Linked DNA regions of Xenopus tropicalis: region 2 is linked to region 1. The links are chromatin contacts, called in public Hi-C maps. All regions are on one chromosome and are shown on one strand. The core of a region is the stretch at or near the end of the contact, and the rest is flanking DNA. Distances in the headings are between cores, read along the strand shown.

Evidence for each region. A called contact is a pair of places that touch in the nucleus more often than the background predicts.
Region 2: a contact with region 1 is called in a Hi-C map of neurula embryo, with 4 times the contacts expected there. The contact joins the promoter of mrpl4 here to the promoter of dnmt1 in region 1. A contact is called at or near these places in 5 of 5 Hi-C or Micro-C datasets (brain, gastrula embryo, liver and 2 more).

What each region holds. Positions count from the first base shown.
Region 1 is chr3:137,118,490-137,125,435 of UCB_Xtro_10.0, forward strand. dnmt1 (DNA (cytosine-5)-methyltransferase 1) reads right to left here and starts at 3,793. Exons shown (of 34, transcript XM_002934338.5): 1 at 3,480-3,793; 2 at 1,585-1,627; 3 at 1,266-1,373; 4 at 45-252. The coding sequence starts at 3,529. LOC105945317 (a long non-coding RNA gene) reads left to right here and starts at 3,947. Exons shown (of 5, transcript XR_004222091.1): 1 at 3,947-4,104; 2 at 4,595-4,689.
Region 2 is chr3:137,261,573-137,269,211 of UCB_Xtro_10.0, forward strand. It overlaps mrpl4 (mitochondrial ribosomal protein L4), which reads left to right and starts at 5,846. Exons shown (of 9, transcript NM_001017222.2): 1 at 5,846-5,911; 2 at 6,146-6,227; 3 at 6,414-6,582; 4 at 6,698-6,749. The coding sequence starts at 5,873.

The DNA of each region.
Region 1 (6,946 bases), core at 2,543-5,042:
CAATGCCTATCCCACTAAGTGAGCCCAATAAATAAGCAGCTTACTCTTATTTTCTCCATTGGTTTTGCTTTTCCTAGTCTTGCGATTTTTAACTCCAGCAGTATTGGACTCTGACATCTCCACATCTTCCTCATCACTGCCGCAGGTACCATTTGTAGAGCACCCATTTGTTTCTCCATTTAAGCTGAGGTCTCCATTTTCACAGCTCAACTGCTTCCGCAGAAGAGCCTTCACTTTCGTAAGGTATCCTTCCTACAAAAGGTAGGATTGTTTTAAACTACAGTCCTTAAACAAGTGGATTAGTATTGTAGTTCACACATTAATATTTAACATATGTGAAGTATATTCTCTTCCAGGGGCTACAAACCTGCCTTAAGTCAGAATGCCATCAGAAGTAGCAAAATGGTTGGTTGGAAATAGTGTCTTTCTACATTGCTACATCCTCCCTTTTTCCTATTAAACAGCAAGTATGAACTCCCTATAAACCACCCTTCAATTCACCCATCAAGCTGTCCATTATGCTTAAAGGGATCCTATTTTTTTCTAAATTACACTGTTTACATAGCAAATAGTTCAAGAATGAAAGTTAAAATGGCAGTGAATTAACAAATGTATTTGTAGCTGTAATATTGGTGTGTAGGAGCCATCTCAGTGCATTGTGCCTGAGTCTGAGCTTTCAGCCAGCGCTACACATTAGAACTGCTTTCAGCTAACCTATTGTTTCTCCTACTCCCATGTAACTGGATGAGTCCCAAGGCGGACTTGGATCTCTTACTACAGAGTGCTATTCTGATACCTACTGGGGGGGGGGGAGAATATCACTCAGCAGTAAAGTGTGAGTGAAGTTTATCAGAGCACGGGTCACATGGCTGTGGCACACTGAGAAATTAATAGGGCTAGCCCCATGGGAAATTTCTAACTTAAATATAGAAAAATGTTTTTGAAAACATTACAATGCAGGATTTTGCTGAAGAAGCTCTATTAACGTGTTTTCCGATGACAATATTCCTTTAAAATTAAAAAACCCTGCACCACTTGCTTTGTTGAATCTCTTTCCTCCCAGACTAAAGATGGTGAATTTTACTGTACTGCACATACACCCAACGTTACTTTACTGTGCACACCTGGGAACATAAATACCTTGCCCATGTAACGCTTCATAAAGCTCAGATAGTTATCTGACTTCAAACCTAACCCATACAGTAATTAATTTCAAAATGCAAACCAGAAGATGCATTCCTATCGTTACTAGTAATGAGACGTACCTCAGACAGTTCCTCGCTGCTCAGCTTGCTCTCCAGATCACTTAGTTTGTTTCTAGCATCTGCTTCAAGGAAGCCAAGCACCAAACTCAGTTTCTGTTGTACACATTCCTGAAAATATTGCATACAAAAGGGTTAAACATTAGTCAAATAGATCTTAATGTTAAAGTTTATTATCTCTACATAGCAATATTAACACCCCACCCCTGCAGCCAGTGAAAATACCAACTACAGGATAGCATAGGCGACCTAAAGTAAAATATCAACTTGTCTTTGCGATTCATATCTGTATATTTTTTTAAAGGGGAGATAGAAAGGTTACCTTTTCTGTCATTCCATCCTGATCCCTCTCCAAATCCTTTAGCCTAAAATACAAAAAATATTTGAGATTTTGCTTTAATATACACCACATATGGAATGTTATACCTCATAACTGGGAAACTACAGTTTCCCCAATAGGACCTGCACAGCCTGAATATCTCAAACACTGGTAAGAAATGGTGGTGCCACGGTACACATGAAAAAGTGGTACTGCAGCTAAATAGACGCTTCAGTAAAACAGGTAAGCTGATTCTCATGGTACCGACCATTCTTCTATATAACAAACATATTTAAATATGTTTGAACACATATTCTATCACCTAAACATAATGTTGCTTTTAAATTGTAACTGGAATGTAGATACTGTACAGATAAGGATACTGAAAGTACTTCTAGCCAGAAGCAAAGTCCATATGGGAACTTCACATTCATGTTAATGTCATAAGCAGGACTGCAAAAAAAAACAAACCAGTACACACTTTGGACATTTTGCAACCCACAGAGGTTTGCCTACAAAGCCTTGTTGCTTTCTGGTAGCAGTACTTCCTTCAAAATACTTTGAGTAAAATGCAAGTTCAATGAGTCCCCTGAGGGTACTTTAAGTGGTTTATCAAGTTTATAACAAATGTCCACCATTACCATGTCCAAAGGGTTGGATCAGCTGCCATTGATATTTAGTTCCTATACTTTTACACTGCTTGTCCCAGAATCAGAGTTGTGTTTACAAGTACACCAAGTCACATTCTCTGCTGAATACCCTATACTGGGGCTTAGTGGGCACAAAGTTAGCTCTCAGCAGTGCGCCTCTCTAAACATCAATGCTTGGTTATTTTCTAATAAGCTTCACCCTCTTTATCAGCCAAGATGCCACAAGTGGATTAATACTCCAAAACTGCCTGCCAAACTTGCAATTGCCCCCCCCATAGGTGCCATTGTTAGTATATCATTGGCATACAACACCTATGGTATTCTTTACAAGTGAAAATAGTGTTTCTTACAAAGATTACCAAGAGGGTCAACGTGTCTTCATAGAACTCCCAGCACAACTTTCAGCTGTTCATGGGATATGGAAAGTTGCAATATATATATATATATATGCACCCAAGGGCCTATGGCTATGGTGGCAGCTTTTGAGAGGCAGCCCTGTTGCCAATATAGGATAGTTTAAAAAAAAATTAAAAAAACAGTTAAGTCAAAAGGTGAATAATCCCACTGTACCAGTTACCAGACCATGTACCTGAACCTCATACCAGGTTCTTAGCGATTAGCCCCAACTGTAGGGGGCCCAGGAGCCCCAGCCCCAACTGTAGGGGGCCCAGGAGCCCCAGCCCCAACTGTAGGGGGCCCAGGAGCCCCAGCCCCAACTGTAGGGGGCCCAGGAGCCCCAGCCCCAACTGTAGGGGGCCCAGGTGCCCCAGCTCTGACCCAGCCCCAACTGTAGGGGCCCAGGAGTCCCAGCTCTGACCCAGCCCCAACTGTAGGGGCCCAGGAGTCCCAGCTCTGACCCAGCCCCAACTGTAGGGGCCCAGGAGTCCCAGCTCTGACCCAGCCCCAACTGTAGGGGCCCAGGAGTCCCAGCTCTGACCCAGCCCTCTTCCATACGCTTTCAGGAAGCCTGAGAATATATCAGTGATTTATGTCCATGTACCCATATCTGGACCTGACAGGTAATAAACATGTGACCTGAGAGGGTACCAACACGTACCCCATATTGCAGAGCTCTGAATGGAGGAGACATGTCGCTCCCCAACACCTACAAGGAAATAATAATCTCATATCTGCGGAGCCCAAACAGTGGGAGCTTCAACGTGGGCATGGCATGCCGGGAATGTCTCCGTTACCAGGTGGGGAGCGGGGGGGGGGTACAACACCAGTGACACGGGCTATTCCCCTTACCGTTTCCTGACATCGGCAGGCAGAGCCAGGGAAGCGGACTGGGCCGGCATGGCGGTATATAACAGCGGTGAGACAGACTCGGTCAGAGGCAGCGGTCCGTTCCCGTAAGGGCAGGTCTCAGTTCCTCACAACGCGGGAAGCTCGGGATTTTCCCGCCACCTCAAGGTGAGTTATACCAACAGAGAGAGCAAGCAGCGGCGTGATAAGTGCGGAGCGACAGAGCCAGACACAGTGACCCACCGCACGGAACCGCCTCTCCTTTTCAAATGGCAAAAGAACCGGGCGCCGTCACGTAACCCCGCCCCCTCCGCGCTCTCCCGCGCTTTGCTTTTACCCGCGAAACAAAAACGAGGGAAGCGCTGATTGGTGCGTATAGACAGCGTAGGGCGTTTGTATTCACATTATGGAGGGGAGGGCTATGGCAGATCATTCATTCTGCTTTACTTCAACTCCGCCCCCCCAGCGTGGAATTATCGGGCTGCCCCAGCGCGCCGTGTTGTGTGACGCAGCGACAGGTTCAAAGGGGGAAGAGGGCGGGGCGCCGTAATGACGCAATGACGCACAGCAGCTGGGGCCGCGCTGACAGAGTGCGCTCTGCTTCCTTGACAACTGCTGGCGCCAAAATGTGTGTGTGGTAAAACAAAGCCAGTAGCAAGGCTGTGAGGGTAGTTGGGCCCTCTCTGGTGTCAGGGCCGGGGTACAATAACAATGGCAATAATAACAACAATAATAATAATAACAATGTGACAATAACAATGGCAGTATTAATATATTAAGTGAACCTGGAACTTCAGTAGTTATATATATAAGCAATAACTTCTCGACAGCCCTGCACCCATTCAGTCTGACCCTGCTAAAACCCTTCCAAAATTACCTCAGAGGAGCTAAAATGAATGATTCCAAACGTTGCTTTTTGTGTAAATTAATGGAATTTGTCATCAGTAAAAACTAATTTAGGTTTCAGGACAAATACCATTCCAAACTGCAAGCTACGAGCATGGGAAGTAATGTGGCCCTGAGCCATAACTGTCGCATTTTTACAAAATGATAGGTTTTCCAAAAATATCTTTCACTACTAGAGATATGTTGATAATATTTTATTTATTTTGAAACAGAGGCAACGGCAGTTTGCTGAATATATGAACAAGGTACAGAGGGCTATGAAGTTCACACTGGTATATCATGATACGCTGATAATTTGGATGTACAGGTAATCACATACAGACTGATATATATCTAGAAAACCCACAGACAGGACCAACATGTTGCTATACAATAGCTTTCATCCAACAGGTACACATACAGGCAAGATGCATGGAGACAATCCGAGATTATTACTTAAGGGTTGAAAGAAAGAGGTATTTATTAGAGAAAAAAAAGGCAAATGGCACTCAGGGCTGCAAGCAAGGGAACAAAGCCTTTACATTTTTATTGCGGAGGTGCAACTTTTCGGGGCAAGATATCAAGCATGCTTGATAAAGGGGTAATCTTGCCCCGAAATGTTGCACCTCCGCAATAAAAATTTAAAGGGTTTGTTCCCTTGCTTGCAGTCCTGAGTGCCATTTGCCTTTTTTTGCTACATTGGATTTGGGAGGGTGCCGATCCCTCCAGCAGTGTGCACCGGCTATTTTGGAGAGCTAGGGTGTGCGGAAAGGTCTCTGTTGTGCGTATTTATTAGAGAAGACACAGAAGGAGGTGGCAGGGATAGACAGAGGTGTTTTACTGAAAAGAACACAAATAACTGAAAAATAATCCTTTTTGTGACCACTTATACACAATCTAAGGCCATAAAAGGAGAAGGAAAGGCTAATAAAGAGTTAATCCCAAGCTGCAGGCATACCTTCAGTTCTCTCAATAGTTCCCTTAAGTCTCCCCATATTTCACCTGTTCAGATGATCAGAAGCCAAACAGGAAGAAAAAACGCTGAGCTGTGTAAAGAAAGTTCCCATAATGCCTCACTCCTGCACCGAGACCCAGACCAAGTGTACATGCTCAGTTAGGGGCCTATTTATTAAAGTACGACAGGTACGAATTACAAAAAATTCGTAATTGATCGTATTGTGCGTATTTTCTGCCACTGTTTCATATAGTTGCGCGACTTTTTCTTATTTTGCGTGACTTTTTCGTACTTTGTGTAAAAACTTACGCGACAAAATCGTATTGTCGCGCTGAGTACGAAAGTTTCGGATTCATTCAACCTTTGGTATCGGGACTTTCCTCGGGCCAGGTTGGAGCTGCAGAGTGCCATTGAGCCCTATGGGAGACTTGGGCCGGGTTGAGCCCTATGGGAGACTTTCCTTGGGCCAGGTTGGAGCTGCAGAGTGCCATTGAGCCCTATGGGAGACTTTCCTTAGGCCGGGTTGGAGCTGCAGAGTGCCATTGAGTCCTATGGGAGACTTTCCTTGGGCCAGGTTGGAGCTGCAGAGTGCCATTGAGCCCTATGGGAGACTTTCCTTGGGCCGGGTTGGAGCTGCAGAGTGCCATTGAGCCCTATGGGAGACTTTCCTTGGGCCAGGTTGGAGCTGCAGAGTGCCATTGAGCCCTATGGGAGACTTTCCTTGGGCCGGGTTGGAGCTGCAGAGTGCCATTGAGCCCTATGGGAGACTTTCCTTGGGCCGGGTTGGAGCTGCAGAGTGCCATTGAGCCCTATGGGAGACTTTCCTTGGGCCGGGTTGGAGCTGCAGAGTGCCATTGAGCCCTATGGGAGACTTTCCTTGGGCCGGGTTGGAGCTGCAGAGTGCCATTGAGCCCTATGGGAGACTTTCCTTGGGCCGGGTTGGAGCTGCAGAGTGCCATTGAGCCCTATGGGAGACTTTCCTTGGGCCGGGTTGGAGCTGCAGAGTGCCATTGAGTCCTATGGGAGGCTTCCAAAATCATACACAGAAGGATCAAAGTTGGAAAGGTTTTCCCACCATTTATGATCGTTCGATACAAAAATTTTGTGACTTTCTGATCACCAATACGATATTATCGTGACTATTACGATTTTTTCGTAAGCATTTTCATGATATTTGCAATCATCAGAAATTACCTTATTTAATCCAAATTTTTCCAAATTCAGGATTCGAAATCATACTTTGATGAATAGACCCCTATGAGTCAGCTTTCTGCTGATTGGCTCAGATCCACATTACTAAGGGGGGGAATGTGTTCTTAGCATTCTTGAGGGAGGGGGGGAGCAGGAGAGGGGAGACAACAGAGAGCTGCATGTCTCTGGCACATGAATTACAGACACAACAAATCTTTTTTTCAGAGAAGTCAGTGCAGCGTTTCTGTGAGTGCTTATGGCTGTATTTACATAGACCTTTCTGATAAAGCTTACTGAGTTTTTACCTTTCTTTCTTATTTAAAGATATTGTAAAGAAATATTGGCCAATAGTAAAAAACTGCAAATCCACCTCAAAGTATTTTGAGACAATCCCTCTGCAAGAGATAAAAACCTGGGTAACAGCTTAATATCTAGTGGC
Region 2 (7,639 bases), core at 4,596-7,095, 150 kb after region 1:
ATACATCACCATAAACGTTTGCAGACACAGAGCTGAGACTTTGAGACCCTCTTGGTTTCTCCTCCGCTCTACTTAGGGGAAACAAACACCAGATGTTTGACATCTCTCAGCAGCTCATCCCAGTAGCCAAGCTGGATCACTACCGGAGTGAGCGGCAAGGCCAGCGGAGACCGGCAAAACCGCTGGAAACATCAGGAAACTCAATAAGAAGAAAAATGAGCAGAACCAAATCTGAGAGATGAAATCTTATAGGCAACTAAAGGATCTCAAACCACATTGGGTCCTACTGAAAGGCTGATGGCCAAGGCCTCTATCTGACTTACTTGGACTTAGGCCACACTGGACTATAAGTAGCTAGCTGCTATGTGTAATTGGCTAGAAACAGGTTTCTATGGGGCAAATGGTGAATTATACCCCCTTCCAATAACCAGACCATGAATATGGCACAGAAGGCTCCTATTGAGCTTTCCTCTTCTCCTCCTCCCCACAGCTTCTACAATCGCCTTGCTTGGAACCCCTTACAGACATGAGATGAAGTCCATAGACTCAACTTATTATTTTTGTGGTTGAGCAACTGCTCTTGCAGGGCCACAATCAGAAATCTTAGGGCTAATACAGTTGACCATGAGCCTATAAAATGATAACATATGCTAAAAATATTTGGTACATGCATGCTGCCCGGACAATCCTGACTGATACCTTTGTGCCAATGGATACTGGATGGTTCGTTGATTGGGCAGGTTTGAAATGCACAGTGTACTGGCTGACATGGCACATAGTGGCCAACGTGTGTCTGTGGTGAGTCTGCAGATGTGGAAGCCAAAAGGAGCCATAAGAAAGCTTTCTATGTATGGCCTCTTGTATAGTATCTTTCCTTTCATCTGATTGGTTGGATACTGTACAGGATAGGCCAGCGTATGGCAACCAAAGCAGGCCCTTTTGTAAGCCCCTATCAAGGCACAGATATTGTTTGGTAGCAGAAGGGCCCCAATAAAGACCCCCACCAGAAGACAGGGCCTGGATGGTGCTAAATAAAGAAAAGAAAAATGGATTTCTGATGGGTTTAAAATTTACCAGGCCCCTAAAGCTGCTTTCCCTCCACACCCCCTTACTTGCTGCTGATGGTCTAGTAACCCATAGCAACCAATCAAATGTTTCCTATTAATAGTCTAACTGCACTAGACCAACTGAAGAACTGTCGCTAAAGCAAGTTTCTTTTATGATGTCAACACTATACATAAAACCCCAAATTGCATTAACATACCATAAACCAACCATCACCTCCGTGACATTCCTGCCCTAAACACCCCACTTGCTTCTAGAGACATGTCCATTAAGTTCCTATGTACCTGTGCCTAATACTACTAATGGGGTTGCTACTTATCTTGGTGTTTAATACAGGCCAATAGGAAGGGGCCGGAGCAGCCACATCATGGGATGGAGAATGGGGCAGATTGGTGCCAAATCCATGGCTGCTGTGAGAGTGGGGACTGGGAAGGATCCAGGAATTAAATGGGCAAATTAGAGAGTTTTTTTCAGATATGATGACTTTTCCTGTCTCCTTGTTGCCCCATATGTGGAACCAAAGGGGTTAAAAGGATATATATATATATATATTGAGAGAGAGAGTGCAGCATCCGTAGCAAGCGTAAGCGTTACGGTTTGTATACACAAAGGAGACAGCGGCCCCAGCCCCGCCCGCCAATGAGGAAAAAGCTACTTGTCTTCGCTTGTAAACAGAGTTAAATTTAGGGCCGGAGAAGAAGATTAAATCTGATTTGCAAGAAAAGTCATAAATTTCCCAATTCCTGTGACAGTTGTTATTACAGACTGGGGGGGGGGGGTGCAAATGGACCAATACGGAAAATTCACTGGGCGGCAGTCGCCGGCATTTTATCGGAAGGGAAAGTAAGCAGAGCGAATGGTATGTCCTATAGACACAAGTCCAATCCCTGGCATGCATGTGTACTAAGAACCGCCCATTACGCCATGTTTTTTACCCATAATGCAGCATTTTTGCCCTCATTTCAGTGTATAAAGTACAACGCAGCCCTGAGCCCTGCTCTATAAAGCTCTGCTTTTGGCCTGTGGCCCAGATAAAAACAAAGTCTGTAACATAGAGGTTCTTAAGGTGGCCAAGCTCTGCCCAAGCTCGGCCCTCTAAAGGGCCTGCCGGGCCGATATATGGCTAAAAATAGGCATGATTAATCAGGGCAGTTTAAAAATACCATTGGGCAAGAATCACGTCAGTCAGCTTTAGAGGCAGTGTAGTCTGCAGCATGTATATGAATGCACTGCTAATTGCAATTTTTAACAGTGTGAGGGGGTAATCCCACTAAAATTAAAACCACAAGCCCCTGAAATTGTCTAGACCATTAAACCCCTACACCAGGGCCCCATGTGAGAGACCCAGGGCCAGATTAGCCCTTAGGTGAAATAAGGACCCACCTAGGGCCTGCTGGACTGGCAATCTGTGGGTTCAGGCAAATGCCAGAGGGGCTGCTGTAAGGTGCCATAGACACTCACTATTTATTGGGCCTATGGGGGGCTGTTTGGGCCTCTGTGTACTGAAAATCAGGCCCGGACTGGCAATCTGTGGGTTCAGGCAAATGCCAGAGAGGCTGCTGTAAGGTGCCATAGACACTCACTATTTATTGGGCTGCTGGGGGGCTGTTTGGCCCTCTGTGTATTCTGACTCCCAGTCCAATTCAGCCCAGAAATACCAGGACATAGGACTCGTTTAAAAGCAGCCATATTTAGGGGCTGTCAATCAGGGAGCAGTGCATCCACAAAGGAATTTGTGCCAAGAGAACGGTGGTGCGAGAGGATGGGGGGCAAATTACTATCCTGCCTAGGGCTAGCTCTGTTCATACCATTTTCTATAATGAAAACAAGCTGACCCCCCCCACCCCCATGTGCTTTTACTGTAGAGATACTGTAACCCAATAGCACAATCAGCAGTCAGATAACAGCATGGGAAATGTGACCCCCACGTATGGAGAAGGATGGCCTTCAGAGCCCACTATCTTATCTTTATTCTTTGCATGGGTTCTAAGAGGTTTCCCTTTCAAGGGGGTGTCTGGAGACCCCCCCTTTGAAAATGTGTTTATGGGACCATTAAGAAAAGGAACATTAGGCGGCCCCCATTGGCCTTCGTTTACCTTTGAGACTGCTGGGCCACACGTGCTCACACTGCTCAGGGGCACGGCGCATATGGGACTGATTATGGGGGGCGCTACACAGCAGTGGGGCTGCACGACCTTTGAACCGCATTGAGCAAGAAGCCACTTGCCAATTCCAGGAGGTCACATAAGCCAGGAGGCAGCCTGCCACATGGAAACAACACAGAGTTGGGCCAAGAACAGCCCCCCAAGTGGGTGAGAATAAGTAACCGTAAACACCGGGCGGGTCGGTTCTGGGCCATAAAAAGTATCTCTTGCTTTGGCTACGAGTTACATTTTTGCTGATCCCTAACGACCTTGGCTCCCAAGTAATTGTCACTCAGGAATAAGCGAAGTGTATCTAGTGCCCAATAGCCCCAATTCATGCAACCGTGTTCCCCACTAACTCCTTTAGTCCCAGGCCAGCAAATAACCCTCTCCCTAGGGTATAAAGTAAAGCCTAAGAAAGTCAAACTTGCCATTATCCAGCTGAACTGCAACTCCCAGAATCCAAAGGGCAGGTCAACTGATGTTTGTCCCCAGGGCAAAGATATAAGGGCTAATTCATTGACATATTCAGCTTCCCTTCTCTATAGCGAAAAATTATATTGATCATTGGTCCTTATCGTTAGCTATTAAGGCTCAGTTAGTACAGGGATGAGGGGGTGGAAAGGGCAAAAAACACAAAGCCCATTTTAAATGGCTAAAATGGTTTTATTAAACCCTCAGCATTTTGTTTCACTGCCAAACCCTTAGGCTGCTCCTTCTTTCACTAATGAATGGGAAAGTAGCGCCATCTAGTGGATTATGTGGCACTATGTACTCCCATTAGTGTTGTGGCCAATTCTGACACCATACAACGGACCCAGTAAGACTTTATTTAGACTCGGACTGGCAATCTGTGGGTTCAGGCAAATGCCAGAGGGGCTGCTGTAAGGTGCCATAGTCACTCACTATTTATTGGGCTGGTGGGGGGGCTGTTTGGGCCTCTGTGTACTGAAAATCAGGCCCAGACTGGCAATCTGTGGGTTCAGGCAAATGCCAGAGGGGCTGCTGTAAGATGCCATAGTCACTCACTATTTATTGGGCCTATGGGGGGCTGTTTGGGCCTCTGTGTACTGAAAATCAGGCCCGGACTGGCAATCTGTGGGTTCAGGCAAATGCCAGAGGGGCTGCTGTAAGGTGCCATAGACACTCACTATTTATTGGGCCTATGGGGGGCTGTTTGGGCCTCTGTGTACTGAAAATCAGGCCCGGACTGGCAATCTGTGGGTTCAGGCAAATGCCAGAGGGGCTGCTGTAAGGTGCCATAGTCACTCACTATTTATTGGGCCTATGGGGGCTGTTTGGGCCTCTGTGTACTGAAAATCAGGCCCGGACTGGCAATCTGTGGGTTCAGGCAAATGCCAGAGGGGCTGCTGTAAGGTGCCATAGACACTCACTATTTATTGGGCCTATGGGGGGCTGTTTGGGCCTCTGTGTACTGAAAATCAGGCCCGGACTGGCAATCTGTGGGTTCAGGCAAATGCCAGAGGGGCTGCTGTAAGGTGCCATAGACAGTCACTATTTATTGGGCCTATGGGGGCTGTTTGGGCCTCTGTGTACTGAAAATCAGGCCCAGACTGGCAATCTGTGGGTTCAGGCAAATGCCAGAGGGGCTGCTGTAAGGTGCCATAGACAGTCACTATTTATTGGGCCTATGGGGGGGGCTGTTTGGGCCTCTGTGTACTGAAAATCAGGCCCAGACTGGCAATCTGTGGGTTCAGGCAAATCCCTGAGGGGCTGCTGGACAGGTCCAATCTACTTAGAGTTGCCAACTTTTCTGTTAAAAATAACGGCCTTCCTATATTTTTATCTTATTTCCCTATGAATAACATTATTATTATTATTATTAACATTTATTTATAAAGCGCCAACATATCCCGCAGCGCTGTACAATAAGTGGGTTTCATACATTGGACATACAGAGTAACATATAAAGCAATCAATAACCGATACAAGAGGGGAAGAGAGCCCTGCCTAAAAGAGCTTACAATCTACAAGGAGAAAGGGTTGAGACACACATTGGTGTATTCATTTTTACAGGCCAGGTTCCAGTCCTATCTTAGAACCAGCCCAAATGAACGGAACAATCCTACTGGGCCATCCTGTGATTGGCCAAACCTCACCATGACAACGGGCCATCCTTTAGTGAAGCAATGACTGCCACCAAGGCTCCATTTTTTTGGCTTATAAAGCAGTAGGTTAATAGGCTGTTTCAAGAACACTGGATATGTCTCCTTATGTCATGCCTTAACACCAGGCACTAATCAGGTTACTGAGGTGCATGCTGCAGGCTGCACTGAGATATGTGCCGCTATGCAGTATGTACACGGCTGCTGCTTTAGCTGAGAAGCGCCCTCTATAGGATCATTGGCAAGTAAGTACCAACAACCTTCTTCTACTTCCACAGCTTGTTGCTACAGTCATTTGAACAAATGATCGTTCCCTACAAAAAGAAAAAAAAAACGAACATCCCCTATAACCCGCCCAAGAAAAAAAATTTCGGGAAAACCGACCAAGAGCGAAATACAGGAATAGGGCGGAAGTGTGGGCAAAGCTGCGGCAGCGGCGGCTTCATGCGTCACTAGCGTGCGCCGGGAGAATAACACATGCGCTTAGAATTGACCTTCCTGCGGGGCCGGTTGATGTGAAGGGTTCGGGGAACCATCATGCTTTTGAGGGGGCTCCTGCTGGGCCCGGGGAGAAGGGTAGGTCGGTCGGTGAGTGGGGGTCTGGGAATCATCCCTTAATAATCCGAGTAAGGGGGTCATTGCGCTAATAGTCACTTATGGCTGCTCTGTTTCTGCAGCTGTCAGTGAACTGCAACTCCCAGAATCCCCTGTGCTACACTGGCCCCTGCCACTGAGTGATTCTAAACAAGACTGGCTGTGATTGGTTCATAGCTGCCTCTCACTTTCCTTTCTTTGTCCCTTTTTTTTCAGCTTCTCTCCACACTTTCTTCTGAGTCTGCGCTCCCATCAAACCTCATTCTGCCCCCTGGTTTAAAAGATGGACCTTCTAAAAGTACGTGAGTAACAAATCTACTGCTCCCATTCAGCGGTGTAACTTCACTTTCCTCCCCCCCCATGTCTCGTTACCATGACACCCTAGGTCCAGCCCCATGAGAATTGGATGTGACAGTGGGTCCAGACATTTCTGGGGGGGGGGAATAAATGAAACAGGTCCTTTAACACTGTGTCTATTCTCCAGCCCAGCGCCCCCCGGTGGACGTTTCTCAGCCTGTCATACGGCCGTGCAGGGTCCCTGTTCCCTCTCATCTGTCCCCCAAGCCGGTCTGGTTGGAGTCTCTCAGACACCCCGACGATCAGCCGCTGGGACTGGTCCATCTGCACCCAGACGTCTTCACTGTGCCGCCCAGGTGGGTTTTCTTATTGGTCGATGTCGTTCTGTTTGTTTATCCTCGCAGGGAGCCATTAGAACTGATATTCCTAGAATCAATTTACAGGGAGAATTCATGTCTTTATATTTTCTAGGATTGATATTCTCCATCAAGTCGTCACGTGGCAGAGAAACTTCAAAAGGATTGTAAGTGTCCCACAGGCACCCACCCAGAGCATACACCCCCCTATACACTGGGAGAAAGAGCTCACACTCTAATATACAGAGGGGCACAGATACACTACAGGGAGAGGGAACCATTGGGAGAAGGGAATCCTGCCCTGCAGAGCTTACACTCTAATATACAGAGGGACACAGATACAATACAGGGAGAGGGAACCATTGGGAGAAGGGAATCCTGCCCTGCAGAGCTTACACTCTAATATACAGAGGGGCACAGATACACTACAGGGAGAGGGAACCATTGGGAGAAGGGAATCCTGCCCTGCAGAGCTTACACTCTAATATACAGAGGGGCACAGATACAATACAGGGAGAGGGAACCATTGGGAGAAGGGAATCCTGCCCTGCAGAGCTGACACTCTAATATACAGAGGGGCACAGATACAATACAGGGAGAGGGAACCAATGGAAGAAGGGAATCCTGCCCTGCAGAGCTTACACTCTAATATACAGAGGGACACAGATACAATACAGGGAGAGGGAACCATTGGGAGAAGGGAATCCTGCCCTGCAGAGCTTACACTCTAATATACAGAGGGACACAGATACAATACAGGGAGAGGGAACCATTGGGAGAAGGGAATCCTGCCCTGCAGAGCTTACACTCTAATATACAGAGGGACACAGATACAATACAGGGAGAGGGAACCATAGGGAGAAGGGAATCCTGCCCTGCAGAGCTTACACTCTAATATACAGAGGGACACAGATACAATACAGGGAGAGGGAACCATTGGGAGAAGGGAATCCTGCCCTGCAGAGCTTACACTCTAATATACAGAGGGGCACAGATACAATACAGGGAGAGGGAACCATTGGGAGAAGGGAATCCTGCCCTGCAGAGCTTACACTCT